Linked DNA regions of Macaca mulatta: region 2 is linked to region 1. Evidence: chromatin contacts called from public Hi-C data. All regions are on one chromosome and are shown on one strand. The core of a region is the stretch at or near the end of the contact, and the rest is flanking DNA. Distances in the headings are between cores, read along the strand shown. Region 1 holds the start of USO1 (USO1 vesicle transport factor). Region 2 holds the start of G3BP2 (G3BP stress granule assembly factor 2).

What was found. Hi-C and Micro-C count contacts between places; a contact is called where the count stands out from the background.
Region 2: a contact with region 1 is called in a Hi-C map of fetal cortical plate, with 2.3 times the contacts expected there. The contact joins the promoter of G3BP2 here to the promoter of USO1 in region 1. A contact is called at or near these places in 4 of 14 Hi-C or Micro-C datasets (cortical neurons, fetal cortex germinal zone, fetal cortical plate and 1 more).

Annotation. Positions count from the first base shown.
Region 1 is chr5:58,082,637-58,085,243 of T2T-MMU8v2.0, forward strand. USO1 (USO1 vesicle transport factor) reads right to left here and starts at 1,278. Exons shown (of 24, transcript XM_028848504.2): 1 at 1,024-1,278. The coding sequence starts at 1,089. It also overlaps a transcript of G3BP2 not described here.
Region 2 is chr5:58,136,238-58,138,844 of T2T-MMU8v2.0, forward strand. It overlaps G3BP2 (G3BP stress granule assembly factor 2), which reads left to right and starts at 1,293. Exons shown (of 11, transcript NM_001261768.1): 1 at 1,293-1,544.

The DNA.
Region 1 (2,607 bases), core at 28-2,527:
TATAAAGAGCTCAGCACAGTACCTAGCACAAGGTAATAGCTTGACAAATGAAAGCTACTATATTATCCCTCAGGATCCCATTAACAAAGTTGGCCATTAAAGTGTTATACTTGGTCACTTTAATGTAGATCTAAAATTCTTCTCAAACAGTTTATTTCAAAAAGGCATACACCCTCGGTTCCATTAAACACTAATCAAACTTCAAAATAAGTATATTCTAAACCTAGAATCTAAGCAACTATTAAATACTGTTTTCAGTGGCTAACTTTTTTTTTTTTTTTTTTTTAAATAACGCTGCAAATCGTGTCATTACGAGTTCAGGCAGAAAGCGGTGGATGTGTCCCCAAAGGGGTTTGAGCGCGAAAGATCCCTACTACGTCCAAGGTAGCATTTGCCAAACGATATATATTTGGGTGAGCCCGAAAAGCGAGACCTGAACAAATAACACCAGGCAGAACGACCGCTCTTCCAGTTGATGGGACAGGAGCAGGTGGACTTGTGCTTCAAAGAATATCGTTTTATTCTTAGCCACATGCTCTCACCAACAGCTGGGTTTTAAACCTTCTCGCAGTCTTCCCCAACGCCCCAGTTTCAGACTGCAAGGGAGGGAGCAGGACTTCAGGCTCCTCTCGGCCAGTGCAGACACAGGCGAAAGGGAAGGAGGGAGGGAGGGGCCCACGGCCCCGAGGGGCGTGGGAGGCAGTTCGGGCCAGCTCGGCCCCGGAACCGTCCCTTCCCGGACGGTACCACCTGCGGACCACTCTCCTAGCCCGAGCTTCGGGGCCTACAGAGCTGTGGGGCGCGGCTGCCGTCAGTCCGGCCGAGCCGCAGCAACGGGGAGGGAGCTGGGGGCGTCAGTGAATAACTCTGGGATTTCAGGAGCGGAAGGAGGGCAAAGGGGGAGGTGGCATGTGGATCCCCCTCCATGGTGGGACGCTGGAGGTGACCTTCGGGTCTCCGAGTGCTCCGTCCCCGTCCCTGCCCGGACCCCTTCCCAAGTCCCAGACCCGCTGCTCCTCTCACCGTCTCGGCTTCTGTGTGCTGGGGTCCGGCACTCTGACCCCCCATTACCCCGCGGAGGAAATTCATCTTGCCGTTCAGCCACCAGGTTTACCGGCCCCTCCGGAAAAAAAAACGAAGACAACTTCCCCCGCCCTCCGCAGGGCCTGGCCCCCAGTCCCGCACTCTACACTCTCCTACTGCTGCCACCACCGCCTCCAACTCGGCGGCCACTCCAGCCCCCTAAGCCCGGAAACAGCCGCCACCAGCGGCCAAGATGCGCATGCGCGGGGACGTGGCATTACGTGGCGGCCCGAAGGTTGAAGGCAAAAGGGGAGCGGAGGCGAAAGGAACCTCGTAGCTAGGTTCCACCGAAGCCCCACCCACTGCGCAGGCCCCGCCTCCCGCCGCAGGGGCACGCCTCCTCCCGCCCTTCGCGGATTGATCCTGCTGGCCGCAGCCACCCACGTGGTCGAAGCCCGGCCCTGCAGGCTGGAGAGGATTTGATTAGACTACGCGTTTCGACTTGCAGGGTGTTTAATTGTTGCCAAGCGGGACTTACTGCAAGCTATCAAATCTGAGGTCTTATTTTGTTGAGTCGAAAGTGAAATTTTTCCTTCGGCCGACGTGACAGGTAAGGGTTCCTGGCCCCTGGGAGGGTTCGCTTGGTTTGACGGTTTACTAGTACCAGCGTTGTGGCTTTCTGATCCCGGTAAATTGCATTTATTTACAGGGCTTTGTTTGGTGGTAAAAAGGGTTACTAGACACCCCTCATTCCACTGCCACTGGAGGGCGCATTTCTCAGCTCTTTCTCTTCAAACCTGCTGAAAGGAATTCCTAGATCTAAACACCAGGTACACCTCTATTTTCAAGTGTCATCAGGAGGAAACCCACCAAACCCTACATTTAGCTTGCTAGAGAAATACATTGTTCTGCTGTGGCAGTTTGGCGAGTAACATAATGTTTTGTTATTAACTCTCAACCCCTGTGTTTTCAATTTTTTTTTTAACGTGAAAAAATGTCTTTCTCTAATTGATATGCCTGTTCCTTTGGCAGTGAGGTTGTCAGTACACACGCTTCTAGAATAGTCTTGTACATTTCTTGAGGCTAAAAAGCACAGGTCTAGTTAGCTAACTGACTCATGGACCTCTCCCCTTGGATTCCCCACGGGTCTCAGATTCAGCATTTAAAATTGAGCTCATCATCTACCCCTGCCTCCCGTAAAGAAAAAAGTCAATATGCTGCTTCTACTGTGTGCGTGCGTGCTCAGTAGTACCACTGTCCAAATAATTGCCTAAGCTAGACAGGAAGCTGGGAAGAATCTTAGACTCTGGCTTTCCACCCACACGTGTCCAATCAATAGTCATGTCCTATCATTTCTGTTTATAGAATATTTCTTAAATAGGTCCTCTGCTCTCCATCCTCGATGCGTGTGACATAGATTACGTTCTTCTCATCATTTCTCATTGAGATTACAGCAACAGCCTCCTAACTAGTTTGTCTGCATTCAGCTCTGGCTTCCTTCCAGTCCAATCTCCAGTCCATCCTTGGGTGAGACTAACAACAGCAAAACATCTGTTCATGTCAGTCCTCTTAAAATCTTCCAGT
Region 2 (2,607 bases), core at 43-2,542, 54 kb after region 1:
ACCATGCCATTGCACTCCAGCCTGGGCGACAGAGAGAGACTCCGTCTAAAAAACAAAAAAAGGAACTAGTTCACAGGGTTACTGTGAGCCTTAGAAGGCTGTGTAATTACAAGAATGCCTGGTATATAAGCCCAGTATATTAAAGGACAGCCAGCATGTATTTTGATGCGTTAAGGAAAAACATCAGGTTCATTTCATTAAAGTGATGGTCTGCCCAAATATTTTGCATATAACAATATCTTTAAGCAGTCTAAAGGTAAAGATATTGTAGATTTTGGAGTCCCTAATGTTGGCATTGCCTCTGCCAATATTTAAGGTATTTGACATATTGTCTTCACGTGCCAAATACCTTAAAAATGCCCTTATAGGACTGCGAAAAAACTGATGAAATGTATATGCCTGCGTCCACCATGTTTAGTTCGAAAGCATTCATTAATGTATTTTTTTCTTTACATTTCTTTGAACATTTTATCAGTCTTTCATTCCAAAATTCCTGTGCTATCTCGGTATTCTCTGAAAACACTGCCAGACCTAAGATGCGAAGTGTCTTCCTTGACTACAAGATTTGGCTTGGCTTTTTCCATGAAACAAGGTCACCAGTGTCTCACCCTGGGGGCAAGTCTGGGCTTAGAGCTAGACTAGGACTGTAATCCTGATATTTCAGGCCTTTCAGCTTTAGTATGTAAAATGCTTTAGTATGTATTGATATTTAGCCATGCCTAAATTCGTAACAAGCACACAAAGAAATAGTCTTTTCCCCCTCTGTAAAGCCCACGTCATATTCTTCCTTTACTGCAGGGCCTCTTGGTGGGGCTTAAAACCTAGGATGGGTTAAATAAACAATGTAGGTGAGTTTAGTGTGCAAACAGCTGAAATCACCGGCTGCATTTTAAGCTCGTCTACAGCAGCAACCTGCAGACACCTAGTTCAGAAAGATTACTAAATTCCCTCCTTCCCATTAATAAAAGGGACCAGAGTATCAGTCTACAAAAGACACTGCGTTGCTGCGAACCAGCTCTCGCTTGCGCGATCAGGAAGAAGGGCGGCAAGGAAGAAGGGCGGCAAGCCTGGAGCCTCGGGGCAGGAGAAAGGCAGCCTGCTTGTGACGTCAAATCAGCGGACTCTTATCTTGGCTTTAGGCCGGTTCCGGTTCCCCGGCTTTCCGGGCGCGAGCGTGTGCGAGCGCGGCAGCGTACTGCGCGTGCTCCGCAGAGGGACACGGGAAGGTTGGGCCCGGTTCGGGAGGAGATGCGTGATTGGCTGACGCTGTGCTCGGGGGTTCCCTGGCCCTTTCGGCAGGGGTAAAACAATAAGAGGGGGCGGCGGCAAAGGGGGCGGGACGTCCCTGGTCCTTGTCGCTCGTCGCAGCGCCTGGCGCCCGGGAAGAGGTGGTTGTGAAGCAGACGAACTCGCGGCTCTCCGGCTTCCGAGGCTTCCGAGTTGTCGGAGGAAGGGGGCGGCGAGCAAGAAGAACCCGCCGCACCCGGTCCTCAGCGACTCTTCTGACCTCCGCGCGACGTACCCGCCGGCGCCGTTGGCTGGAGGTGTGTACGGGGGCCGGGAGGGGAGGTCGGTGTGGTGGTCGGAAAGGGACATTTTCTTCGCACTCCGCGGCGCGAGGTAATCGTCCGGTGTGTGAGCCCGGGAGCCGGAGGTGTAGCGGCAGAGACATTGTTCTTGCCGGCTCCCTACGCTGCCGTGTGTGCGTGAGAGAAGACCAGTCTTTCCTCTAGGTGAGGGGTGGGAGGCCGCCTGGGAAGGGAGGTGACCCGCGAGCGTCTTGCGTGCAGAGGGCTCCGAAGGCACAGGTGGGGTTGAGGTTTGTTGGGGATGAGGTGGCGAAGTAGGGGGGCACGCAGCAGCTCCCGAAGGCGCGCTGATGGAAGCTTAATACAGGAAGTGTGGGAGTAGGCTTTCTGGAGGGGATGTTTTAGGGTGCGTAGCCCACCGTTCCTGTTTCCGAATCGTTTTCGGCTCTTATTCCCTGTTCCTTCGGAGCGGGGAGGCCGTCGCCGCCCCGCCCGTGGGGGAGGGGAAAAGAGGTTTTGTCGGCGGAGGCAGAAGCGACGCAGATGCGAAAGTAGCGGCCTCCGGGCACCATTTCTGTGCACGGAAACAGAATCCGTGTTTGAAGGCAGCCGCCGCTTGGCTTACCCAGTACCTAGTGTTCCGTAGTCTGTGACCAACCCCCTCCTCCCCGCCACCGCGGGTTTAATCCGAACGTGTTCGGATACTGGAACTGTAACGTGCGCCTTCTTCGTCCCCCTCTCATGCAGACGATCCCTTATTTACCCGGGAATGACTTTTGAGGGATGGGTTCCCGCTTTTTGGGGGTGGGGGGACAGAAAGGAACATAAACTTCCCTATATTGTGTTGATTTTGTTTGTGGAATCTTATAGAATTTTCCCTGCGTCTCTAAAAGCAGATTTCTTAAGATGGCCCTGTGCCGCTTTGGGGCGAATATAGATTTTCGTCTACAATTTCCTGCATAGAACAGTTTTTTTCCCCGAGACATACTTAATGTTGTAACGGATTTGGGGTGGGGGGGTGGGAGAGTGCCTTTTCCTTCCTAACAACAACAACAAAAAAGGCACGTGCACTTTTAGC